3 separate regions of the Mus musculus genome follow, and regions 1 and 2 are each linked to region 3. Evidence: chromatin contacts called from public HiChIP or PLAC-seq and promoter capture Hi-C data. All regions are on one chromosome and are shown on one strand. Each heading gives the region's core, a stretch centred on a gene start, on an enhancer-like site or on the middle of the called end of the contact. The rest is flanking DNA. Distances are from core to core; before and after follow the strand shown.

Evidence for each region. Promoter capture Hi-C pulls out the DNA fragments that hold promoters and counts their contacts. HiChIP or PLAC-seq counts read pairs in DNA pulled down with a chosen protein or histone mark.
Region 1: a FOXA1 HiChIP or PLAC-seq map of pancreatic cancer cells shows a contact between it and region 3. The contact joins the enhancer-like site here to the promoter of Tmub2 in region 3. A contact is called at or near these places in 2 of 39 promoter capture datasets (embryonic stem cells and second pharyngeal arch cranial neural crest), 1 of 15 datasets of contacts at CTCF or cohesin (the NIH/3T3 cell line), 3 of 484 Hi-C or Micro-C datasets (all in embryonic stem cells), 7 of 115 datasets of contacts at active chromatin or transcription factors (the HPC-7 cell line, acute myeloid leukemia, bone marrow-derived macrophages and 3 more) and 1 of 9 other capture datasets (pancreatic islet).
Region 2: a promoter capture Hi-C map of embryonic stem cells shows a contact between it and region 3, with 2.2 times the contacts expected there. The contact joins the promoter of 2810433D01Rik here to the promoter of Tmub2 in region 3. A contact is called at or near these places in 4 of 39 promoter capture datasets (the HPC-7 cell line, embryonic stem cells and stem cell-derived epiblast-like cells), 3 of 115 datasets of contacts at active chromatin or transcription factors (bone marrow-derived macrophages, craniofacial prominence and pancreatic cancer cells) and 2 of 9 other capture datasets (embryonic stem cells and liver).

The regions. Positions count from the first base shown.
Region 1 is chr11:102,581,107-102,585,410 of GRCm38.p6, forward strand. No RefSeq gene overlaps it. Among named protein-coding and RNA genes, the nearest start is that of Gm11627, 4.1 kb to the left of the region's middle. Within about 2 kb of position 1,340, at least 57 of the 459 cell types and tissues checked have an H3K27ac peak or open chromatin away from gene starts, as enhancers often do. A contact at or near this core is called in the NIH/3T3 cell line, embryonic stem cells and pancreatic cancer cells, where this site is marked.
Region 2 is chr11:102,622,841-102,626,949 of GRCm38.p6, forward strand. It overlaps 2810433D01Rik (RIKEN cDNA 2810433D01 gene), which reads right to left and starts at 1,576. Exons shown (of 4, transcript NR_033474.1): 1 at 1,438-1,576.
Region 3 is chr11:102,283,404-102,287,801 of GRCm38.p6, forward strand. Tmub2 (transmembrane and ubiquitin-like domain containing 2) reads left to right here and starts at 1,548. Exons shown (of 4, transcript NM_028076.4): 1 at 1,548-1,685; 2 at 2,261-2,315; 3 at 3,905-4,398. The coding sequence starts at 2,281.

The DNA of each region.
Region 1 (4,304 bases), core at 90-2,589, 300 kb after region 3:
GAGAAACAGAGCCCAGCAGTGAACCAGCCCCGAAGAACAGACCCAGTTCAAGGGCTCGGGGAGAGTTGGATAAAAATCACTGGAGAGGTTGTTTATTTTCCTATGAGATGTCCACTGGTTCACTCAAGCAGGGCTGCTTTTCCTTCCTCCATTTTGGTGCTCTTTGGTCCGTCTCCTCATCACCATATGTCACTCTGTCTGGGCCCCTCAGCCAGGTGGAAGATGCGGACTTGCAGTCCACCAGATACCCAGGGATTCTTCGTCTCAGAGTGTCTTTGGCCAAGGGGCTCTGGCATCTGGCCAGTGCCTTTCTCCCTGCTAGACTGGCTCCCCACAGGCCCCTAATCCATCTCACGCAGCAGGAAGCCCTTAAGCTCCCTTTTCAATGCCCTTCCCCAGCCTGCTGTGGGCTCTGAGCCTTTCTATACCACCCTTGGCAGGAGCTATGTTATACAAGCTGGACAGAACTGCCCTTGGAAAGAGGTCATCTTGCCCCAAGCGGCTTCCTGCTCCTGGCTGGCTGGCTGGCTGCTTCTCTGCTGTAGCCTGGTCCTTTCCCCAGGGTCACCCTTCTAGTACGTTGCCTGGGCATCTCATGGCGCAGATAGCCCTGGCTAAATCACCATCAAAGTTCCACACGGTTCAGGTGGGGTAGAGAGGACGCTACAGAGACGGTGGGCAGGACACTGGGGTCTGCCACAAGTGTGGCAGGCAGAAGTGGCCTCTGGCTCTGTGCCATCAATCTTTTAAAAAGACCATTCTTCACTTTTCCCGATTCTTTCAGCCTCCACGGGGCATTCTCAGACTGTGATACTGCCCAGATAGCACCAGGCAAGCTTAGCCCTTGGGAGAAAAGAGCCAAGCAGAGGGGAGACAAGAGCTGGGGACACAGGTCCTTTCTTCCTAGGATGTAATACTAATTGCTTGTCAACCCTGGAGACTCGACAGCTTGAATCATTCTACAGTGGGCTTGGTTTCAAATCCCTAATCCTGTGACTCCAGCACACTGACTTGTTAATGGTTTTGATTTTTGGTTTGGAAAATATAAATTCTTTGTTCAAGCTGGCTCACATCTATAATTCCAGGACTTGGGAAAGCCGAGACAGGAGGATTGCCAAAACTTGTGAGTTCCAGGCCGATTGGACCTTAGAGCAAGCCCCAACCTACAAAACGCGCGTGTACTGTCTCTCTGCCCTCGACTGACTTCTGCACCCCCGTTTCTTCAGTGTCTCTCTGTGTGTGGGGTCTTCCCACCTAGGCCCCTTCAGCCTTGCCTGGAAGTCGGCAACCTAGGAGTGGCTGGAGAGAAGTTGGGGATGCTGCCAAGAGGTCGGTTTGTAGTTCAGATTCCTCTCATTCCAGACTCAGCAGGCTTTCTAAGGGAAGGGCTGTGATAGGGAGGAGGACCCTTGGTGCACCAGCTGTGGAGAGAAGAGGGGTGTTCGTTCTCTTTAGCTGACCCCCCCAACCACAAGTAGGACCCTAGGACCTGCGCGCACCAAGTACAGCCCTTGCCCCCTCAGCAGCCTGCACTTTAAGGCCCTCCCGACACGGGAGCCATAGTCAGGGCTAAGTTCTTTGCATTTTCCAGAGTCCCTCACTCTCCTGGGTGTGCTAAGGTGGGCATTTGGGGGCGGGGAGACTGAGCACAGGAGGAATTGCCTGGGAAGTGTGACTGGTTCAGCCCCAGTTTCAAAGAAGCCATAGTCCCCCCCAAATGAAGTTGGCCAAGTTTTGCTTTAACCCAGCAATGGGGTTTGTTATTCTATCCTGCAACTCCTAGGCCAAAGAATTCCTCAAGGGTTATCTGGGGTGACCTTGCCCTGGGGGAAGGCAACCTGAAACCCCACGCCTCCCTTCCCGGCGACTTCAGAGTGTAGAAATCCGTGTACCTGCACCTCTCCCTGGGAAACATCCCCTCTCCAACAGTGTCTTCCTGACCCAGGCAATGGAGGGAAAACAAACATTGCAGGCAAGGGTTGGGTGTCCATCAAATGAAGTGACCACTTTGTCTGACCTTCTCAACCCTTTAAGAAAGAAGATTAATGTCGCCTTTTGTCACTGAGTGACCTATGCCAGGAAGGACCACATTGGCTAGTTTAGGCTCAGTTGAGCTTCAGAAGTCGGAATAGAGAGCCTGGGTGGACTGAGGGACCTGAGAGAGGCGGTGGAGTCTCAGTTGGAGATGGAGTGTAGTGATGCTGACAGGTAAGAAAAAAATTCTTTGGGAGGTGGTGGTGGGGGTGAGATAGGGTTTTTGTTGTTGTTGTTGTTGTTGTTGCTTTGTTTTGTTTTGTTTTGTTTTTCTTCCCAAGGTGAGTTTCTCTGTGTAGCCCTGGCTGTCCCCAAACTCACTTGTGGACCAGGCTGACCTCTAACTCAAGAGATCCACCTGCCTCTGCCTTCTGAGTGTTGGGATCAAAGGTGTGTGTCACCACAACCCAGCACATAGATTGTGTTTAAAGAGGAGTCTTAACTCAGGAAGGGACTTCCATATAGGATCCTGTAGGGTCTGAAAGCTGGGTCTGAAGGAACATTTCTAATTCAGACCAGGGCCAAGGAGAAAAGAGAAAAGTTCAGGGGAAAAGAAATTCAGGAGGCCAATTTCTTGAGATAGCATCTTTTGATTGATTGATTGATTGATTTAAATTCTTTTGTTGTTTGTTTTTCGAGACAGAGTTTCTCTGTGTAGCCCTGGCTGTCCTGGAACTCACTTTGTAGACCAGGGTGGCCTCGAACTCAAAAACCCGCCTGCCTCTGCCTCCTGAGTGCTGGAATTACAGGCGTGCGCCACCACACCTGGCTTGATTGATTTAAATTTAAAAAAACCTATTTCTTCCCTCTGTCTTTCCCTCCAGACACTACAGAGATTCAGTTGAATTTCTAGGGCAGTTGATACCTCCTCCATCCGTGAGGCCTTGAAGGACCACTCGTTATTACTTTGAATGCTTTGTTAAGCAGTCCTCGTTTTTGGATAATTTTATGAACTAAGATTTGGACTGTGCCTTGGGTTGAGCATAGTGGGTGTGCAACTTTAATCCCAGCACTTGGGAGGCAGGGACAGGAAGATCTCTGTTTAGTCAAGAGTTCTAGGCCAGGGGCTAGAGAGTTGGCTCAATGGTTAAGAACGCTGGTTGTTCTCCAAGGGGACTCAGGTTCAATTCCCAGCAACCACCTGGCAGCTCACAACTGTCTTTAACTCCAGTTCCAGGGATCCAATGGCCTCTTTTGGCCTCTATGGGCACTGCATGTATAAAATACACAGACATAGATGTGGGCAAAACACCTCCATACTTAATAAAATAAAATAATCTTAAAAAAAAAAAAGGTTTAGACTACCTCAGAGACCTTCTCTGTCTATCCTATACAGGGAAAGGTGTCTACCCACAGCAAGATGATGAGATGATGGTTGAGTAGAGTTGGGTGTCCCAACTTTAGGGCGTGTTGATGGTGAATCTTGTCTTTTCTACTTTGGAGAATTGAACTCAGGACCTCTGGAAGAACAGTCTGTGCCCTTAACCTCTGAGCCATCTCTCCAGCCCCAGTTTGTGTTTCTTTTATTGGCTGGTTTCATTTATAACCAGGCAAATTCCCCATATACTGAAATTCAGAGTCTGAAGAATCTTGTAACCTCCCCATAAAAATCCCCTAAGTTGTTTAATTTATTTTATTATTATTATTTTATTTTTGTAATGGGAAGGAAAAGCTAGATTTTACCCAGTCCTCGCCAAGTCCCTTTCTCTTTAGCTATGGCTAGTACTAAGTATTTGATTGACAGCTGGCACAACCGAACTTTATTTTAGAAACCTTATAGCCCCCTCTCAGATAAGGAGTAAACTCAGTTCCTTCCTGGGGACCTTCTGTGGGCTACAAAGGATCATTCACATATTGGCGGACCCTGGCTTGAGGGTTCAAGAAGTCAAGGGGGTTCCTAGAGAAGGCCTGGCTAAAGAGGTGGGGACTGTCCTTGTGTCCCAGGGGTAGGATCAACCAGGTGAGCTGGGTAACATGGGAGTTTGGGTCCTCAATGACAGACAGGTACTGGGACTCAGGGTGTAAGGGTTTACAGAAAGGAGCATCTTGTAAGTCTAGTGCAATCAACCATTCTGGGGTCCTTTGGGGTCTGGGCTAGGAGAGCGTGTAAGTTGGGGCTGGAGGGGTGAAGTGGAATTTCACCTTTATTTATTAGTGTGAGGCCTGGGACTGGTCTCCACTCTCTGTTAGATTTTGGGTTTCAGGAATAGGAGCACGAACTGCCATTTTACATTGGCTGTATTTGGTGAAGTCCTGATGTATCTGGTTTA
Region 2 (4,109 bases), core at 326-2,825, 340 kb after region 3:
TCTTCCTTCCCTAGCTTCCCTTTAGCATAGAGTGGCAAGGACTTGGGGTAATAATGGGTGTGGTTGTTTGAATGAAAATGGCCTCCACAGATTCACAGGAAGCACAGTATTGGGGGATGTGGCCTTGTTGGAGGAAGTGTGTCATAGGGAGTGAGCTTCGAAGGTTCAGAAGCTCAAGCCAGGCTCACTATCATTCTGTCTTCCTGCTGCCTGCCCACCCAGATGTAGAGCTTTCAGCTCCTTCTCTAGCACCCTGTCTGCCTGTTGCCATTGCCATGCTCCACCATGACAATAATGAACTAAATAAACCTCTGAACCTGTATGCTAGCCCCAATGTAATGTTTTCCTTTGGAAGAGTTGCTGTAGTCAGCCGGGCGTGGTGGCACACGCCATTAATCCCAGCACTTGGGAGGCAGAGGCAGGCAGATTTCTGAGTTCAAGGCCAGCCTGGTCTACAAAGTGAGTTCCAGGACAGCCAGGGCTACACAGAGAAACCCTGTCTCGAAAAAACAAAACAAAACAAAACAAAAAAAGTTGCTGTAGTCATGGTGTCTCTTCATAGCAATAAAACCCTAACTAGGACAGTAGGCAACAGGGAGCCTTCCCTGGTGAGTGTGTACTTGACTCATTTATGGAATGTGTGAGGAACAGGAACATAGACACACTTCTGAGCAGTCTCTCTCTCTCTCTCTCTCTCTCTCTCTCTCTCTCTCTCTCACACACACACACACTCATACCTATACTTTCATTAGTCCCTATGTGGTCCCCCAGTTCCCTAGATGGACCCTCACCATTGTCTACAGCTAGCATAACTTTGGGCGACAGGTACAGGGCGCACGCACAACTTCTTCTGGCCCTGGATCGAGAGGTGGAAAGAAGACAGGTCTATATTATCAATACAGTATACCTGTGTCCCCTTGGGACTCCTGTCCCTGGGTCCCCAAATGCACCTCACTGCTCCCCCTGCATCTTCACACCCCCTTTTTTGGGGTGAGGGAGGGAGTGTCAAACTCAGGCCCTCTGCTCAGTTAGGCAAGCACTTTACTCAACTGCATCCTGGGCCTCTTTCACCTTCTTGATAAGAACCTGTTTGTACAAGTTCCTGCCTGGCCACAGGGTCTGAGAAGACACAGCCGGATCTCTTTATTAAACATAAGGGCAGATGCTTATCTTTCCTCTCAGAACAGGCTGCTACCTCCTTCTGGGCCATGCCAGCCAAGGGCACTGCCTGGTGAGACAAATTAGGTAACACTGTGCAGACCCCTGATACCTACTGCTGAGAGAGCGTTCAGCACTGGAGGAGGGGAGAGGTGCGGGGGGGAGGGGCCGTGATCCGTGAGGATCAGAGGAGTCTCTTAAAGTTCCTTCTCTCTTCCCTTCTCCTTGCTCCCACCCCCAGCCAGCAGCCCCAGCCCCAGCCATCTCAGTGCCCCCTACCTCTGGAAAAGCTGAATTGGGATTCGATCCCCAGCCAGTTGCTGAGTTCCGGAGCAGCTGTCCCAGGCTTGGGGGGAGGGGGTCAGGAATGCTGGGGCTGAGGCCTGGGCCGCCCCAGACAGAGCCGGCTCTGAATTCTGGGAATGTTTGTGCAGCTGGAGCCCATTAGGGGAGGGAGCTGGGCGCTTATTAATCCCAGCCTTGTTCCCCGGGTGGGGCCAGGGCCCCCGCACACGAGTGAAGGGGGAGGGGGCTTTGTTGGGAGAGGTGGGCCCCAGCCCTCAGGCCCCGCGTGGTTGTGTCTCAGATAGGAGACTGGACATCTACACCTCCCATCTCAGAGTACTGATGTCTATAATCATAGAGCCAGGTGTGGGCAAATGTCAGAGGCCTCTGGGGGTAGGGGGGACGGGACGTGACCAGGTCTGACAGAAGAGCTTTTACTGGGAGAGGCAGGGGACATTACTGGTCCTGAGAGGGACTTTGTATATTCCTGGAGCACCCTCTCTTGCCTTTCAAGAGCTCTTTCTGGCTGGCATCCTGGGTAGTGGAGAAAGGGGGTATGGGGTTCATATCTCCACTGTTTGAAATGTGTTCACAAAGCAGCTCAGGAAAGAGACTGGAGGCAGGGTGTCTGCATACAGTCAAGAGGGTGACATCTCGCAAGAGCTCCAGGAACTGCTATCTACCGGGGCTCCAGCTGGAGGAGTACATTCGAGGATTGTGCAGTGTATGATCTGCTTGGCCATACATAGCACTCTTGGGTGTAGGCTGGGATAACAGGGGCCTGGGTTTGATTCTAAATTGGTAAGCTGTAAGTCAAAAAAATCCAGGCAAGGGTTCCATCTCTACTGGTTAGCTGTGAGACCACGTGTCTCTGATTCTCCCTTCCCCATATGCTAATTGGAATAGTCTGTCCTATGCATCTCGCTGTTTGGCTGGATTGCCAGGGCATGCTAGATAAGTCCTCCACCCCTGGCTTTATCCCCAGCCACGCTAAGCTTCTCGTTCATGCTTGTCGCCCGTTTATGCATCCATGCATGGAGCCATCTGTCAAGCTTAAATGACTGCACGCCAGTCTCTGGTCGCTGAGGACGCTGGGCATTAGGCAGCTCGTACGTGTTGGGTGTGGGCTGGGTCAGTTGCACACACAAATGAAGTATCAATGGGAAATGTGCTTGAGCCTGGTGCTAGGGAGTGTGCAGGGGGAGGCGTGCGTACATCAGCAGTCTCGGGACGATGCTTGGGAAGGCAGCAATGCAGGTCTTATGGGGCAGAGCTGAGGTCCCATTGTAGTTATGGCACCCAGTCAGCTCTGTCACATCTCCAGTGAGGGAGAACTGCAGGTGGTTTGTTAGTTCAGTTCAATTGCACTCCATGTATATGAGTCTTTGCAGGTTAGAAACTCATGCAAGTGTGTGTGTGTGTGTTTGTGTGTGTGTGTGTGTGTATGCACACCCATGTGTCTGCATGTTCTCTGTCTCCACTGGGAAGCCAGGAATGGGTAGAGGGCTGGCTGGGTCAGAGGCTATGATGTCTTTCTCTTCACATTAAGTATGTCTAGAAGAGATGGCATTTCTCTTCCAATGAAAAGCTTCTGTCTCCTATACAGATTAGATGATGTCCAAGGCAGGTCTTGGGCTTCCAGAATTATGTAGGCCTACTTTAAATCCCAGTTTTCTTTCTTTCTTTCTTTCTTTCTTTCTTTCTTTCTTTCTTTCTTTCTTTCTTTCTTTCCTTCTTTCTTTCTCTCTTTCTCTCTCTCTCTCTTCCTTCCTTCCTTCCTTCTTCCCTTCCATCCTCCTCCTCTCCCTCCTCCTCCTTCTTCTTTGAATTTTCATGATAGGGGTTCTCTGTGTCGCATCCATGGCTGTCCTGTAACTCTCTCTGTAGACCATGCTGACCTCGAACTCACTGAGATCTGCTTGCCTCCCAAGTGCTGGGATTAAAGGCATGCATTGCCACACCCGGAAACCCAGCTTTCTTTATTTTATTTTATTTATTTATTTATTTATTTTGGTTTTTTCGAGACAGGGTTTCTCTGTATAGCCCTGGCTGTCCTGGAACTCACTTTGTAGACCAGGCTGGCCTCGAACTCAGAAATGGCCTTCCTCTGCCTCCCAAGTGCTGGGATTAAAGGCGTGCGCCACCATGCCTGGCTCCCAGCTTTCTTTAACAAGCAGTTCTTATATTAATCCATTGCCCTTGTGATCTGGGATGCAAGTGTGGAAGACTCTTAGACAAGAAGTACTCAGCTGAGAGGCTGTGGGGAAGAGGACAGGTGGCATTTGGAGGCATAACTGGGGAAACCTCGGACAGAAGTCCCCATTCCTCATTCATCCCCAGGATTCCAATTCTTTCTGTCCCAGTGACAGCCAACCTTGGTGTTCCTGTCCCACTTCATGGAAAATTCTCTGATATTTTGAAGGGACCCTTTGGACACTGGAGACGTTTTGCACTACAAAGTCCCAAAGCAGGAAGGGGAGACAAGCCTCTGCAGCTGTGGCCGTGGTCAAAGTTTTAGGGCTCAGTGAGGAAGAGAGCTCTCTCCATGGCTGCCCAGGGCCCCTCACTAGCCTTCTCTCTCACGTGCTTCAGCCCCCCTCCTCCTCAACTCCCATGAGGGGTCGAGATTTCAGCTATGTAAGGCTAATCCTTCAAAGCTAACCGGT
Region 3 (4,398 bases), core at 298-2,797:
TGAGTTCCAGGATAACCAGGGCTACACAGAGAAACCCTGTCTCGAAAAAAACCAAAAAAAAAAAAAGAAAAGAAAAGAAAAGAAAAAGAAAGAAAGAAAGAAAAATGATTAAGGAGGGGCCAGTGAGATGGTATGGGGAGGGGCAGTTGCCACAAAGGCTGGTGACATCAGTTCAACCCCTGGGACCCCCAGGGTAGAAGGAGAATCAAGTCCCACAAGCTGTCCTCTGACCGCCACGTTTGGGCTGTAGTGCACACATCTACATATACTCAATCAATAAATAAAATGTAATACATTTCTTAAAGTGACCAAGACCATCAAAACACTGGGTTAATCTCATGGTGGTGCCCAGATGGGAAAGATCATCCACTACACTGGTTCTCTGTAAAGTTATTTTTGGTGCTACTTCACAACTGTAATTTTGCTACTCTTATGAATACTAATATAAAATCCGATATGCGACCTCTGAATGAGTCGTTAGACTCAAAGGTTGAGAAAGGCTGCTTGCTCTTCTACATAGTGAATCAACAATCAAACAAAACCAAAAAAAAAAAAAAAAAAAGGAAAAACTAATCCAGGGTGATAGACTTGGAGAGATGGTTCAATGGTTAAGAGCACTTGTTCTTCTTGCCAGAAGACCTGAGTTCTCTCCCCAGCACTCAAGACTGGCGATTTACAACCTCTTGTAACCCTAGCTCATGGAGATCCAATGCCCTCTTCTGGGCTCTGCAAGTACCCACACACGCGGCATACACATAGAAACAAGTAAAAGAAAAAAAATCCTTTCTTAAGAAGGCACTCTATTTGTTTTTTGTTTGTTTGTTTGTTTTTCGAGACAGGGTTTCTCTGTATAGCCCTGGCTGTCCTGGAACTCACTACTTGTAGACCCGGCTGGCCTCGAACTCAGAAATCAGCCTGCCTCTGCCTCCCAAGTGCTGGGATTAAATGCGTGTGCCACCACTGCCCGGCTGAGGGCACTGTATTTGTATCTCTTTAAAATGCCTTCCCGCTTCATTTATTAAAGCTATACGAGGTAGAAATCTTCAAGTACTTAAGACTTTAATTTGTATTCTTGCCCATCTCCTCGAGGAACAACTGTCTTAGAAGTCAAAAATAGCAGACTTTACCGCTCCCAACCTTGGAGCCTGGTGTGCATTGGCGAAGCAGTAATGAATCTCATTAGCTCTGGAGCTAGAGAACCAAACCGGAAGGAAAAACCAGGCGGGAAAGAAGGAAACCTAGCGGCGGGTGGACCAGGAGAGCTTGCCAGGGCAATCGTCTAAGCATGAAACCACGCCCCCCACAAACACCTTCCCCCGCCTCTTCTCTTTTGGCCCCGCCTCCGACCTCCAGGAGGTCCGAGGCCACGCCTAATGGGCGTGGTCTTACTGCCGGAGGTCCGAAATCCCGCCAACAATGACTCCTCCCCTTCTGCCGCGGCGCAACCTGGCCCTTTTATTTAAAGATTACGTTTACGTCAGTCCGCCTTACGTAGCTTTGCGTCATCAGTACAAGGCGGGGAGGCGGGACTTCCTGTCCTGGATGTTAACAGCTTCCGAGAAAAGCCGGAAGAGATCGGACCCTGGACAGAATCCTGAGTTGCCAGCCCCTCCCCTGACCCCTACGGAAAGAGAACTACAAAGACTGTCCTGGCGAAGTCAAAACATTTATCCTGGCTTTGTCAGGTGAGGCTTTCCTTCCCCATCGAGGCACAGTAACCATCCAAACCCCCTTTAATCTCCCATGACTCCTCGCGTCCTCAAGCTCCGCCCCCTCTCCTCTGCCCCGCCCCGAAGTTTGAGGGGTGTGGATGGTTTGTGACCCCCCTACCTCCCGACCCTCGCTTCTTCACCTGACCCTAAACCATCACTGTCCCGGAGAGTCGGGCTTGGGCACTGCGACCGAAACCCGGAAGCTCCTCGGCTCGGGGGTGGGGTGGGGGGTGCTGATGGACTCCACTGCCAAGGGAATAGGACCTTTCAGACGCAGAACCTTCACCCCAGAAAAAAGCACGGTCGGGGACGACTCCCCACAGTGCGGTCAGGATCGTCCACAGGCTGAGGAGAAAGCCGAGGCCTTGGTCAGACAGATGCAGGTCCCCTATCTGGCCCCTGCCCGCGGCAGTTCCTTGTGTCCTCCGCTTCCATCTGTCTTTGCCACAGTTTCCTTTTGTGTACATCACGGTTCCTGACACTAACCTGACCAACAGGGGTTAGTTATGGGAGTGAGACGTAATTGCTATCATTTGTTTATTGAACAGTGTTAATTATTTTTGCTTCGATGATTTCACGTCTTCTTCAAAACAACCTTATGAGGTAGGTAACCATTTTAAACCCCACTTTACTGTTGAGAAAGCTGAGGCTTTGAGAACGTTGCTGGACATTGCATAGCTAGAAGAGGGGCTAGACAGTGACCCAGAATCGCTTCCCTGACTCCAGGGCCAATCTGTGTAAATAAGGCTGTGGAAACGCTTCTGAGAGTGTTGGTGTGTTCTACAAATATTCCTTGAGCAGCTACTGTGACATTGCATTAAGAGCTTCAAACAAAGAGAACTACCCTCGGTTCTTATCTTCCAGGAGTCAATGAAGAAATGGACAGGTTATGAGTGTAATGATGTTTTGTGGGTGCTGTGAGAGTAGTCTGATGATGATAATCACCAGATGGATTTGCCCAGAGACAGCTGTGAACGTAGATTCTCCAAGGAAAAGAGACGGTACTCCGAGGAATATGCAGAGAGCCTCCAATGCTTTCTCAGAAGCCGCAGAGAGGGAAAACCTTCATAGCACAAGACAGATTGAAAGAAGGATAGTGGGAACCGTTGGGAAGTATTTCCAAATAATTTCTACTTGGGCAATGGTTTTCTTGAAGCTGTCTCGTGTAGCCTTAGGCAGCCTTGAACTTGCTAAGTAGTGGAGACTTGTCTTGAACCTTGTATCCTTAGTTCCTTTATTTCCCAAGTTCTGGGATAACCAGGGCATGTAGAACAGCGGTTTTGCAGTTATAAAGCCAAGCCTATGGAGACTAAAGCGTGTAGTGTTTCTGGTGACTGTCCTATGTGGCTCCCCAGAATTTGCCAGAACAGTTTAATAGACAAACATGTCTGCTGATAGTCCCAGTACATTTGTCCATTTGAAGTGATCTGATCCTATCCTTGATAGATCAGAGTATATTTATGTATTTGGCTCTTGACATCTGGGCATGAATGGGTGTGTGGGCATGAATGGGTGTGTGGCCATGAATGAGATGTAATCCAAAGGAAATCTGGCAAGGGTGGCCGCACAATGCCCATTAAAGAGTCTTTCTAATCTGAAGCTACCACTGAGGCTGCTGGGTGCATGCAGATGTGCTTGGTCATGTGTTAGGAATCCTAGAGAAACTCCAAGCTTAAAGAAGCAAAATGTAAGCCGGGCAGTGGTGGCCTTTAGGCCCAATACTCCGATAGGGGCAAGTGATTTTGAAGCCAGCCTGGTCTATAGAGCGGTAGTTCCAAGACAGCTAGGGCTACACAGAGAAACCCTGTCTTGAAGAGAAGCAGCAAATGTTCCTTCTCCATTATTCTCCAAATACAAAAACAAACAAGTGAGCAATCAGCAGCTGGTAACAAGGTTATGAGGCTTTTCTGGTGACCCATGCTTCTTATGAGCACAGAATCTGAAAGCTAGAGTTTCACGGTAAAGGCAGAGGGGCCAAGGGTAAGTCAGTCCTTAGCTTGAGATTGAGGGTCTACTACTGTTAGGAAATTGGCTGGCTGCCCTTCCTACACAACACCAAGCCCCCATCCTTTTTTCCTTTTTTTTTTTTTTCTTTTTTTTTTAACCCCAGCCTGCCTCAGAACCTAAACAAAGTAGAAACCTGACTATAAGCCCTCAGGCCCTCCTAATGCTATCCCCCTTTGTTCCTGCAGCGTGGACCCAGTCAGCAGCCAGGCCATGGAGCTCTCTGATGTCACCCTCATTGAGGGTGTGGGTAACGAGGTGATGGTGGTAGCAGGCGTGGTGGCGCTGACTCTAGCCCTGGTCCTAGCCTGGCTCTCCACCTATGTAGCAGACAGTGGTAACAACCAGCTGCTGGGCACCATTGTGTCAGCAGGTGACACGTCTGTTCTCCACCTGGGCCATGTGGACCAGCTGGTAAACCAAGGCACTCCAGAGCCAACCGAACACCCCCATCCATCAGGGGGCAATGATGACAAGGCTGAAGAGACCAGTGACAGTGGGGGAGACGCCACTGGAGAACCTGGAGCTAGGGGAGAGATGGAGCCCAGCCTGGAGCATCTCCTGGACATCCAAGGCCTGCCTAAAAGGCAAGCAGGCCTGGGGAGCAGTCGCCCAGAAGCCCCGCTGGGGTTAGATGATGGCTCCTGCCTCTCTCCCAGCCCCAGCCTCATCAATGTTCGCC